4 separate regions of the Mus musculus genome follow, and regions 2, 3 and 4 are each linked to region 1. The links are chromatin contacts, called in public capture Hi-C and promoter capture Hi-C maps. All regions are on one chromosome and are shown on one strand. The core of a region is the stretch at or near the end of the contact, and the rest is flanking DNA. Distances in the headings are between cores, read along the strand shown. Region 1 holds the start of Nicn1 (nicolin 1). Region 2 holds the start of Pfkfb4 (6-phosphofructo-2-kinase/fructose-2,6-biphosphatase 4). Region 3 holds the start of Gnai2 (guanine nucleotide binding protein (G protein), alpha inhibiting 2). Region 4 holds the start of Sema3f (sema domain, immunoglobulin domain (Ig), short basic domain, secreted, (semaphorin) 3F).

Region 1 (3,047 bases), core at 247-2,746:
TTCCCACCACACATACACAAAGAGAGGGTGCCTCTGTGTAGTCTTGGCTGTCCTGAAACTTGCTCTGTAGACCAGGCTGACCTCAAAACTCAGAGAGATCTACCTACCTCGGCCTCCTGAGTGCTGGGATTAAAGTGTGTACCACCACTGCTAGGTTTAATTTTAAGCTATGTGTACGCAATGCACAAGGGGCTGTGTAGGGGTATGTACACATAAGTTCAAATTTCCCTAGAGGCCAGAAGAGAGCATTTAAGTTACAGGCATTCATTGGAGCCTGATGGGAGTTTTGGGAACTAAACTTCATTCTCTGGAAAAGTAGCAGGGGCTTTTAACTGCTAAGCCATCTCTCCTGCTGCATGGACTGAAATTCCTGACCATACACCTCAGATTCTTTAATGTTCCCAAATGCCTCAATATAAAATGTAAAAGGAAAACTTGGTAGGTTGGCATGATAACACATACCTTTAATCCCAGAATTATGGAGGCAGATGGATCTCTCTGAATTTGAGGTTTGCTTCATCTACATCTGTAGTGAGATCTTGTCTCAAAAAATAAACAAATCCCAAACCAAGTATTTGCCTCTTCTCCGGTCAATCAATTTATTGACTGTTTTGCTTTTTTTTTTTTTTTTTTTTTTTTTTTTTTTTAGCTAGGGCCTCACATAGCCCAAGCTAACCTGAAACCTACTACATTCATGAGATTAGCCTTGAACCTCTGATCTTACCGATTCTGCTTCTACCTTCCAAGTGCTGGGTTAACTAAAGTGTCACCAATGCCTGGCATTTTATTTCTTAACTAAATTTTACAATTTTGGTGGGATTACAGGAGTGAATCAATACCTTGTGACCCCACTTTGTTTGTTTGTTTGTTTGTTTTTGAGACAGGACTGGCTTGGAACTCTCTTTGTAAATCAGATTGGTTTTAAACTCTCAGTGATTCACCTGCTTCTGACTCTGCCTCCTCAATGTTGGGATTAAAGGCTTGCACCAATATACCTGATCTGGTTTGTAGTTTTAAAAATACCATAGTTCCGAGGTCAGGAAAAGGTGCCATATCCCTTAAGTTGCCATATACCTCGGGTTGTACCCAGATGGATCTTGTGGATGCTATGGAGAAATAATTCCTTTGTGTAACATCCTTGGCTGTCCTGGAACTCTCTGTAGACCAGACTGGCTTCGAACTCGGAGACCTGCCTGCCTTTGCCTCCCAAGTGCCGGGATTGAAAGCGAGTGACACTAAACGCCTGATTGTTTTATACATCTTAACCTAATAAAGTAGCAGAATTTAAGTGAGGGATAAGACAGCCCAAAGCATTCTGGATCCTTTGGATAAAGAACGGCTCGACGGTTGCCCGGAGCAGCCCGGGAGGGACTTACAGACGCGAGGATGATTGGTTGAAGAAGAACTTCCGTTGACATTTCCGACTCTTGACCCGCCCTGATCATCGGTGATTGGCTGAACTGTTACAAACGTTATGTGGCCTGGGAGTTGTAGTTCTTTTGGTTGATAAGGGACGCCAATAAGAGCTAGTGGTTGGATGGAGACTGTGAGCGGTGATTTTGCTTGGTTGTAATCTCCCAAATCATGTCCCGTGTGTTGGTGCCCTGTCATGTGAAAAGCACTGTAGCCCTGCAAGTGGGCGACATGAGGACCTCTCAAGGTCGGCCTGGCGTGCTGGTCGTCGATGTCACTTTTCCCAACATCGCGCCTTTCGAGGTGAGCAACCCCCCATATAAGCGATCAAGGCTTCTGGGCGGGGAATACCTAGTAACTTGGGCGTTTCCTAGGCATTTACACAGCTTCTACAGTGTCTCTTGCTTTTGCGAATTGGGCCTATTCAGAAGCATTTACAGTCTTTATTAATAAGCTTTATTAAATAGACTAGAGTTTCCCGTCCTATCCTCTTCAGCATCTCTTCCCAGTGCCCAGGATATCACTGGAACTACAATTTGAATCTCAGTACAAGTGAGAGGATATTTGATTTCGGCCGTAGCTGCAATCGTCAAACAATGATGCAAACGTACCATTCCAGTGGCCCCTGCCACAGGTCAGGTGCAACCTAGCCTTCATCTAGGTCCTCCTGGTGACTTGTTTCCAATCCCTAGTTGTTCTTCCATTTCAACTGACAGTGACAGGGCGTTGCATGACCTCAACACAGGACAAAGGCTACCTCTAATGGCATAGCATCCTTCCCTTACCCACCCTCTTGGCTCTATGTGCTTTGTATTACAATATGTCATTCTCTCGCAAGATGTTGCTTCCCAACAATCTGGGGAAACCTAGTTAATTGATCCGACCCTGGAAAATCTGAGTCAGTGTGTTTGAGGTGGATCTTTGACATCTATATTTTTATTTACTTATTTAATATTTTTATTTTAAAAAAGCTTTATTTTAAATCTATGAGTGTTGTTTTTGCATGTCTGCATATATACCTTGTGCATGGCTGGTACTAGTAGAGGCCAGAAAAAGGTTCTGAATCCTCTGGAACTGGAGTTATGAACAGCTGTGAGGTGCCGTGTAGGTGCTGGGAACCAAACCTGGTCCTCTGCAAGAGCACCAAGTACTCTTCATTGCTGAGCCATCTCTCTAGTCCTGATATCTGTGCTTTTGTGTGTTTTGTTTTGTTTTGTTTAAGTTCCATAGGTGATGCTGGTGTGCATCGAGATGGAAACTACTGCTATGGCAGTTGGTACTCTAGGCTCCCCAAACCCCTCCAGTGCAGGATCCTACTATTCTTCTTTTTTGCTGTTGCTTTTTGTTTTTCGAGACAGGGTTTCTCTGTGTAGCCCTGGCTGTCCTGGAACTCACTCTGTAGACCAGGCTGGCCTCAAACTCAGAAATCTGCCTGCCTTTGCCTCCCAAGTGCTGGGATTAAAGGCGTGGGCCACCACTGCCCGGCCCTACTATTATTCTTTTTTTTTTTTTTAAAGATTTATTTATTGTTATATGTAAGTACATGGTAGCTGTCTTCAGACACACCAGAAGAGGGCGTCAGATCTCATTACAGATGGTTGTGAGCCACCATGTGGTTGCTGGGATTTGAACTC
Region 2 (3,047 bases), core at 147-2,646, 700 kb after region 1:
CCTGTTGCTGGGGCCTGCACAGAAAATATACAGTTTGGAGAGGCGGGGCTGAGCAGAAAGAAGAGGCCTGAGCTTTCTGGAGACTGGTGGGGGTCAAACGCAGAAGAGTGACTTCCGAACACCACCCCTCACTGGCCTCTAAGGGGTCATGTTCACTGGGGGTCGCCCAGCTGGAGAATTCGTTCATATGGTACCACTTTAGCCCTTAAGCCTGAGCTGCCAGCCCTGGCCCTGGGCCCTTGTCCCAGTACATTTTCAAAGGCAGAGAGGGAGGTAATATAATGAATGAGAACGCCCACATGTTTTTAAACAGATTTCTGAGGCTGACACATTTAATCTGTACCACAGTCTTGTAAAATTGATGACGTCTGCATCTCATTTTCCTGATGAAGAGACAGAAGCTCGTTAAAAAAAAAATTCATTATTAAAACACTAATTGGGGCTGGGGTTAGCTTACTTAGCATACACAAAGCCTTAGGTTCTCTAGGTTCGATTCCCTGCATAAACTCTGTGGAAACACTGGAGCTTGGAAGGTGAAAGCAAGATGAGCAGAAGTTCAAGGTTATCCTCAGCTACACATTAAGTTCCAGGACAGCCTGGCAACATGAAACCAGCCCTTCTTCTCCCCCCCAAAAGAAAGAAAAACCAAACAGCAATAAAATTATAATTGGTAAAATATAAATCCTGGGAAGAAAATCAGAATACTGCTTAGTGAGACCCCAAACAGCTTGTTCATATATTTCAGAGATTTAGCCTAAATTCCCCAGCAGCCAGGCCAAAACATGGTCGATTTTGAGATGTATTCTGTGTTTATGTCCCTAAGAGAAGGGAACTTTTTCTGTGTGGTTGAACAAGTTGTTCTTGTGGACCCGGGAAGTTTCAAGGCTAAAAGCAACCGAGGAGGAACGAAGAAGGTCCAGGAGGGCGCAGCGGTGGTTGACTTCCAGGGCAGCAAGTCAGTCATTAGAGCCATTCAGGGACAAGTGCCACGCTGGTCCAGACTATCCGGCTCTGAGGATCACGCAGGCCTGCTCAGCTTCTCCGTACCCTTCTCAGTAGGCGACTGTGAGGTCACATTTCTCAAGGGAGTAAGAGGCCACACAAGCTTTGGGGCAGGGCTGCAGCACCCTGGGCGGGACCATGAGTGGGGCCTATGCATATAAGAACAATCTGGTTGAGTACAGTAAACTTCACATCCGGGGCGGGGTCTGCATAATCCGGGTGTCAAAGGTAGCTAGTATTGAGCATGCGCGTTATCAACTCTGGTTTGACGGATGGGGCGTGCTTAGTCCAAAAGAAGCTATAGTAAAATTGGGCATGCGTAGTCGTAGGCCAGTGCCTCTTTAGTTTGGGTGGAGCCTATTAGTTCTGGGGCGGGCCTGCGAGAAGATTGACAAGAGTTGGAGCCGCTAGAGGGTGGGCGGGGCCGGAGGGGCGGGACCTCGGGTGGCCCGAGGTGGCCCGGTTGCTGGGTGAGTAGCAGCGCAGTCCGATTCATCCCAGCCCAGGGATGGCGTCTCCACGGGAACTGACCCAGAATCCCCTGAAGAAGATCTGGATGCCGTACAGCAATGGCAGGCCCGCTCTGCACGCCAGCCAGCGTGGTGGTAAGACCGGGGTCCTAAAGGAGAGAGAGAAGGTGAACCCTGATGGGTGGGTAGACGGCCTAGACGAGGGTCTCGAGTGAAAAGGCAGGAGACTGGTAGAGAAGCAGGCACCGGTGAGGCTATTGTAACTGGTGGGCGGAGTCGGGGACAGGTGAGAGGCTGAGAACAGGTGAGCGGGAGTGACCGTGGTACCGTGACAGTGGCCCGCAGAAGTGTGGTGAAGCAGGAGTGGGGACAGATGTGAGGGGACATCTCAGTCTGTTGGAGACTGGGTCTGACCCAGTGGATAGGCACCGACCCGAGCTGTTTCCAGTGCCTGTGTATAGAAGAGGACTTCGTTTGTGGCCGTGGCTCTTTACTCTCTCCTGGCCACAGAGTGGGCTAGCGGGAAGTCTGGCTGGAAACTGAGTTGTGTAGCTCCAGACAAGGCAGTTGGCTTCTTTGAGCTGAGAACTTTTGAAAGCCTAGCCATGGGCTAGTTAGTAGTCCTCAGGTACCCCTTGGTTTTAATGCCAAAGTTTTAGAGGAACTTTGGGGGAGTACAGTTGTCAAGATTTGGACAGTGGGAACGGCACACCATATGGACCTATATCTGTGCCCCTGGATGTGGAAGCACCCACTTGAGTTCACTGTTAAATAACTGCACAGGAGAGTCAAACATCAAAGAACTATGCTGGAATTTGTGAATTGCGAAGTGACTTACCTCTTCTGGGATCCTGAGTGTTCTCATCTACTTCCTTGGCTTTTCTGTTTGTTCTTGAACGAGTCTGTAATTTTTTATTGACAGGGAAAAGAAAAAAATTGTTTTATAAGTAACTCAAATATTGTAATGAATTTGCAGCTTGGCAAAGACCTCAGAGAACATCTCGTACAACTGGTGGCGCAGATATGGAAATGGAGATCAGGCTGTTGTGTGATGTGCCAGGGTCTCCGTGCATTCCTAAAGGCTGCTGTGTGTGATAAGGGAGGGGAGGGTCCTCTACGCTTCTGTGGCCAAGGCCAGCCTGAGGCCACGACTTTGACCATTACCATAATGAGAGGGGTTGGGAGTGGGGAAGGCGTGTGTTATATGATCATGACTTGGGTCCTCCTAGAATGGCAGTAGTTCAGAAGCAGACTGTGTTCCTGTGGGTGGTGGCTCTGACCACAGTATGGGTACTGGTGGAGCCATAGCTGTGCAGACAGACACATTCTGAGTCCTCAGGGGCTGTGGATTTAGCCTGGCCAGCTTCCAAAAGGAAGAATTAATCAGAAGCTCCTTGCCAGTCTATTAGGACAGCCGTCCAGACCAGAGGGTGGCTGCCCCCGTTACAGAAGGGCAGGGACCTGGACTTTGGGGACAGTAACGCTCAAGCCACATCCTGGACCAGCTGTGTGATCTTGGACAAGGAGCCAACCCTTAGACCTCAGCCTAGGATGAGACCATTGTCATTTTTGCCT
Region 3 (3,047 bases), core at 236-2,735, 660 kb before region 1:
GGCCCACTGCCTCTGCCAAAGCCTAGCTGGGATGCTTGAGCGCACACGGGGCTACAGGCAGCAGACTCCTTACCAGCCCCTCATTCAGCTTGCCCACCACCCCCACATCACAGTATTCCTCTGGGGAACCAACAGGTCTACTCAGTATCCTAGGCCATATCCCTGGCGTTCCAGCCCCGAGTGTGAGAAGCCCAGCAGCCGTCAGCAGATCTCTCCAGGCCGGCACACAGGGGCAGCAATATGTCGGTTGGTTCACTACTTCCACTTCCCCCCCATCCCAGCAGCCACCATCTTCCTTGGCCTTGGAAGTGACAACAACCCTAACTCCTCCATGTTCCCTCCTATTGCCCAGACTCCCCTGGCCCTGGCCCAGACAAGCCTTGGATCCCAGGGAATGGAACTTCCCGCAAATGCTAGAGGCCTGGCCCCTGTTTCCCAGTGTGACTCTCAGAGTCAGACCAACCTCTTGCAAAGGGTCTGCCCAGCTCAGCCTAGGCCCACCCCAGCCCCTGGTGCCCCTCCTCCTATCAACAAGGCCCACCTGGGGCAGGAGGGCGCAGAAGCAAGGGAACGGCAGAGTGTGAGAAAAGCCTTAAAAGAGGGGCAGATGATTTGGGGGTTGATACCTGCAGAGAGAGGGAGGGAGAGAGACAGAGAGAGAGAGAGAGACACACACACACAGAGAGAAAGAGAGATCTGGTGACCTGGAACAGAGGCCCTGCGGGGAATCCTGCTACAGAGAACTTGAGAGTAGTCAGTTTCCCTCTTAAAGAGGTTCTTGAAGGGTCAGAGTGCAAAGAGGGAGAATACAGATCCCAGAGTAAGGAAAAGAGGGAGTGGGTCGAGGCTTGACCAGGGTCCCAAGGAATGCTCGTGCCAAGAGAAATAGAACAGGTGGGGCTTGAAGGTGGGAGCCGGCAGGGTGCTGAGGGTTTAAGAAAAGCCTGAGAAAGTGCGGAAATACACGGCAGGGTCTGAGTTCTCTTGAGACTGGATAACAAGGGGGGGGGGAGATAGTCATACAAGGTTTGGTGTGTGGGATCTGGGATGAGTTGAGGGTCTGAATGAAGTCTGGACTAGGATTATAAATCTAGACCAATCCAGAGTTTCGGATCTTAAAAGGGTGGCTCCTACTGGTTTCAAGCGCAGGTGTAGGGTGCAAGGCCAGGCTGAGCAGTTTCAGGTCCTTGTCTGGGGATTAGCGTAGAGAGTCAAGGGTCCCAGAACGGGGCGCTGCCTCACCTAACAGAAGCAACTTCACCTCCCGCGCCGCCTTCTCGCCGTCCTCCCGCAGGTTCTTGTCGATCATTTTAGAGCGCTCGGCTGCCGCCTTGTCCTCGGCGCTCACGGTGCAGCCCATCCTGCCGTCCGCCGGCCCGGCCTGGCCCCCACACGGCCCACGGCCCGGCTCGGCCCCGCCCGACCCACTCCGCTCCCACCGCCGGCCCTCTGCGGGAAGCTCTCAGGTCCGCAGTTCCGAGCGACTGCGGGAGGCGCCTTCCCGGCCGCCGCGCACCGACGGCGGGGCGGGCCAGGGGTGGGGCCCGGGCGAACCAAGCCCGCGACTGGGCCGGGGCGGGTCTGGAGGAGGGGCCGAAGGAAATTTAGGGATGGTGATTGGTTGGAGGGCGGAGCCAAGGGAGAAGTTAGGCTCAGTCCAGCCTTAGGCGCAAGCTGAGAGCGGGGCCGCAACGAGGGAAGACACCAAGGGTAGAGCTAACACAGGCTTAGGCCTCTGGGCGGGCTGCAGGAGGAGCTAGTCTCCGATTGGATGCTGAGAGCCTGAGGCTCTGTTTCTGGACTGTAGGACTAGTTGATCTAGTAGCCCAAGGGTCAGGACTACCTGCCCTCGCCACAGGCCAAATAGAAACCAGGACTCTGAGCATTTGTGAATTATGAGAGTAAGATGGAGGAGGTGTGTCTTCTTCACTTGCTAAAACTGAGCCTATAAACTTATTTGGAGATCTACTAAACTCTGCGGAGGGTCACATGATCTCTTTCTGGACCTCGATTTTCTTTAAAGCAGCGCCCCCTCCTCTTCTGTGTAGGTTGCACCACATTAAAAACAAAAAGAGTTCACTGCCGCCTTTACACCTTTGAGTGGACTATCTTCTGTCATCTAAACGTCGTCCTTTTGCCTGATAGGTTGGGAACCTTTCTCCTGCAGGCAGCAATCCGGGGCTTCAACCAGAGACCAATGAGACTGGACTCTAGGAGAGATAGACAAGAGAGAGTTGTCATTGGACTTAAGGAAACAAACGTTGCCATGATCCTATAATCTGTTCCTTCCATCCTCTGTCAGCTTCTAGAGGCTTCTTCAGTTCCATGTCTCTTCTGGGTAGTGGCTGTGATCCTGTGGCTGTGCAAAGGTGGAAGTGGAGCTATTTCCAATCTTTGTGATCTGCTTTTTAAGAGGGGCCTATGACCCACCAACTTTGATTGGACGATTGAAGTGTGCAAGGTGTTCTGAGTGGCCCCAGACTAAAGCCAGAGAAGGACACTGCCATTAAGAGTTGGTCACAGGGCTGGAGAGATGACTCAGCGGTTAAGAGTGCCGACTGCTCTTCTGGAGATCCTGAGTTCAAATCCCAGTACCCACATGGTGGCTCACAACCATCCTTAATGAGATCTGACACCTTCTTCTGGTGTGTCTGAAGACAGCTACAGTGTACTTACATGTAATAATAAATAAATGGGGGGCGGGAGGGATGGCTCAGCGGTTAAGAGCATTGACTGCTCTTCCGCAGGTCCCGAGTTCAAATCCCAGCAACCACATGGTGGCTCACAACCATCTATAATGAGATCTGAGACCCTCTTCTGGGGTGTCTGAAGACAGCTACAGTGTACTTACATATAATAATAAATAAATGTTTAAAAAAAAAAGAGTTGGACACAGCCTCCTGTGAGAACAGCACTACCTGGACAAAGCGCGTGTTCCAGCTTCTACCCTCCAACTTGCTGGCTTGCTCTGGAGTGTCCGTGTGTCTCAATCATCAGAATGTCTTCCCTGTGGAGGTGTCATTAGCCTGTAATCATCCAGTGGTTCC
Region 4 (3,047 bases), core at 216-2,715, 580 kb before region 1:
ACCCCCGGGCCCAGTTTTCCCCTATCTGTAACTAGGGTAGCGGGTACTGGAGAAAGAGTGAATTCGGGGAAACAGGACTCCTTCTACCTGGCCCAGCTCCACGGTGGACACAGGGAGGCTTCAGTCTGTCCTCTCCCCAGATGTTAATGGTCTGGTGGCAAAATGCACCTATTTCAAGAATGAGGAGTTATAGGTCCGGCTGGGACCCCAGCCTTAGTTCCAAAGGACTCTTCATCTTGACACTTTCCTTACCTCACCTGCTCTAGACAACCCGCCACCCCCCATGGTCCCTTGCCCACTTCACCACTAGGGTCCGTGGTTCAAACTGGGGCTTGACCCCAGGCTCTTCCAACTTAACAACACCTCACTTACACCGAGACCCCTGAACCGGAGAAGGACCGAGAGGCAGCTGGGGGCCAGGAGATCGGCAAATGGCTGAAAGAAAAGCCCATTTGGAAACAGATCCCCTTGTCTTGCGGTTCCGGGCGACCCTCCACGTGGGGGCTTCCAATTTAGACCTTCCCCTGGGGCTGACCTGGTCTTCAGATTAGAGACACTGTGGCAGTGCAAACGCGCCGTTTGGGAAAGAGTGCAGGCGTCAGCAGAGGACTAAAACAGAAGGATCCGAACTCCCACTCAACGAGGGTAAGGGTACCCACCCAAAACCTTGCGGGGGTGGAAAAAGTTAATTCACACACCAGTGATCCCGCAGGCCACATCACCTAGTCACACACACATCTTTACAGCGCCCGGGAACCGGGGAGGTTCAGGACGCCGGGACAGGTATGAAGCACATCCTAGTTCTGTCGCCTGGTACCCGCAGACAGTGTGCCACGGTTCGCCAGACCTCGCGCACTTCTAAGGAGTTGCAGTGCCGCGGATCCTAGTGGGGTCGGGAGGTCGTGTTCTCTCCGTACTCACCTCGTCCACGGCGGCGGGGCCTGGGCGCCCGGGCAGCGGTGGCCGCCGCAGCAGCGGAGAGGTTCGCGTCCGGCCGGTCCGCTTTAGCTGCCCCCCCCCCGGGCCACGGCCCTGTCCGCGCCCTCTTGTCTCTTAGCCTGAGCCGGGATCCGCACCGCGGACTCGGCTTCACTGGGTCCCCTGGCTTCGTGCACGTCAGCAGCCGAGGCCCCGGGCCCTAGCCCGGGCCATGGAAAGGCTCAGGGGCGCTCGGGGCCGCCTCCCCCGGGGCGGGCTGCGGGCGCCCCCTGGCCTGCGCGCCGAGGGCGCATTCCCCGGTGCGGGGCGCGGGCGGTGGCGCGCGCTAGGCTACAGAGCGCTGCGCTGGGCTCGGCCGGGTGGCGCTGCGCTTGCCTGGCTGTCTGACTAGGGCCCGGAGACCGAGCGGGGCTGCGCGGGTCCTCGAAGCGTACCCTGGCTCTACGCTGCGCTCGGGGCTCCCTGGACCGCTGCGGTTTGTTCCCTAGCTGCTCAGGTCTCGAGGCCGCTGGCGGGACGGGACGCTCGGAGCCGCGCGCGGAGCGCAGGCAATTGGCCGCCCGTGGGCGACATTTGCATAGCACGGCCCCGCCCCGCCGGGCCCGCCCGGCCCCACCTCCGGGGCGGGACCCTCCCGGCCACCGCCCCGCCCCCGCTCCACCTGTCCGCGGGCAGGGCTCAGGGTTCCCAGGCGGTGGGCAACCCGCGCCAGGGGAGACTGCTCTGCACCCTGCACCCCCGCCCTGGCATCGCGGGCGGCGCCCCCGCCCCGCCCTGGCTTTGTCTCTCCGTGGATACACGGCGCACATCGCGCCTGGTGTTTACCCGGGCATTCAACTCCCTGGTGAGAAGGGCTGGAGCGCAGGGGAGCAACCAGCTAGCACTCACCTGCGCGCCCCCTTCCGCGTTCCTCCTTCCTACTTGCTGCCAGCCACGGCCCAGCGGCGAAGGACCTGGGATGGCCCAGGCCTCTCAGCAGGTGGCGGTGCAGCCCTTGGGACGGTTGGCACTTCTGGACCTTCCGACAGATGGCTACCTCCAGAGTAGGTCAAGTGGGTGCAGCCCAGCCACTAGCTCTGTCCAGCTAGCCAAATGCTCCAAGTGATCACCTCAAACACCAGTAAGTCTCATTTCAAGCCAGCGGTCCTCACAGACTTTCCCTTTACAGTGCCATATTCCAGAGAACCCAGATGACAGGAGGACGACTCAAGGCATACCCCCCACCCCTCTGCTATGAAAAGGGCACTTGCTTTCAAATCTCAACAATTGAGCAAGAGCCTCCCCTGACCCCAGGAAGGGTCCCTCTGAGCAGCCCATCCCCCAAGGTCATGGCCTCATCAGCCAGAACCACTTCTCAGCCCTTCCCCATACACTCTTGCTGTGGTCCCAGGAGGCTTTGGCCCTCTTTGTCCTCTGCTTCCTCCCTGTCCTCCATCTCCTATTCCCTCCTCTTCTCTCCCTTCTCTTCTGTCTTCCTCCTTTCTTTCTCTCTGCCTTCTGCTCTCTCCCCACTCAGTCCTCCATTTGTCTTCTTCCTCCCCTTCCTACCCCTCTTTCCTCCTGTCTTCCTTTTCCATTTCTCTTTTCTTCTTCCTCCATCCTCTCCTTTTCCTGGCTACAACTCCCAGAAGAGCCACTCTTCCTCTGACCCACTGGCTGGCTGACTGTGTGCATTAGGTGGGTATCAGAGGGCTGCTGGGATACTACTGAGGGTCACCTGACTCACAAGTGGGGTACTTCCTATGCTTCCAAGAGGGCCTGGCTGTTTAAGGTGAGGAAATGTCTACCTGCTGTAGTGAGGGACAGCACCGATCTGATCTTCTCCCTAATGTCATACTTCACTCAAAACATTAACAAAGCCGGGCGGTGGTGGCGCACACCTTTAATCCCAGCACTTGGGAGGCAGAGGCAGGTGGATTTCTGAGTTCGAGGCCAGCCTGGTCTACAAAGTGAGTTCCAGGACAGTCAGGGCGACACAGAGAAACCCTGTCTCTCTCGAAAGAGGCTAGGTGAGCTGGCATATGCCTTTAGCTTTTAATCTAAGCCCTTCTCTGAGTTCCAGGCCAGTTTGGTCTACATGGCAAATTCTAAACCAGCCAGGGCTATAC

The links. Promoter capture Hi-C pulls out the DNA fragments that hold promoters and counts their contacts. Capture Hi-C pulls out chosen DNA fragments and counts their contacts.
Region 2: a promoter capture Hi-C map of neutrophils shows a contact between it and region 1, with 2.7 times the contacts expected there. The contact joins the promoter of Pfkfb4 here to the promoter of Nicn1 in region 1. A contact is called at or near these places in 2 of 39 promoter capture datasets (neutrophils and pre-B cells) and 1 of 484 Hi-C or Micro-C datasets (B cells).
Region 3: a contact with region 1 is called in a promoter capture Hi-C map of neural stem cells. The contact joins the promoter of Gnai2 here to the promoter of Nicn1 in region 1. A contact is called at or near these places in 7 of 39 promoter capture datasets (the C10 cell line, hematopoietic stem and progenitor cells, liver and 3 more), 1 of 484 Hi-C or Micro-C datasets (cardiomyocytes), 6 of 115 datasets of contacts at active chromatin or transcription factors (astrocytes, bone marrow-derived dendritic cells, bone marrow-derived macrophages and 3 more) and 2 of 9 other capture datasets (adipose tissue and liver).
Region 4: a contact with region 1 is called in a capture Hi-C map of macrophages, with 2.4 times the contacts expected there. The contact joins the promoter of Sema3f here to the promoter of Nicn1 in region 1. A contact is called at or near these places in 1 of 39 promoter capture datasets (liver), 2 of 115 datasets of contacts at active chromatin or transcription factors (acute myeloid leukemia and pancreatic cancer cells) and 1 of 9 other capture datasets (macrophages).

Annotation. Positions count from the first base shown.
Region 1 is chr9:108,288,947-108,291,993 of GRCm38.p6, forward strand. Nicn1 (nicolin 1) reads left to right here and starts at 1,497. Exons shown (of 6, transcript NM_025449.4): 1 at 1,497-1,716. The coding sequence starts at 1,585.
Region 2 is chr9:108,990,506-108,993,552 of GRCm38.p6, forward strand. It overlaps Pfkfb4 (6-phosphofructo-2-kinase/fructose-2,6-biphosphatase 4), which reads left to right and starts at 1,397. Exons shown (of 14, transcript NM_173019.5): 1 at 1,397-1,607. The coding sequence starts at 1,511.
Region 3 is chr9:107,633,858-107,636,904 of GRCm38.p6, forward strand. It overlaps Gnai2 (guanine nucleotide binding protein (G protein), alpha inhibiting 2), which reads right to left and starts at 1,486. Exons shown (of 9, transcript NM_008138.5): 1 at 1,243-1,486. The coding sequence starts at 1,360.
Region 4 is chr9:107,708,497-107,711,543 of GRCm38.p6, forward strand. Sema3f (sema domain, immunoglobulin domain (Ig), short basic domain, secreted, (semaphorin) 3F) reads right to left here and starts at 1,466. Exons shown (of 18, transcript NM_001379496.1): 1 at 922-1,466.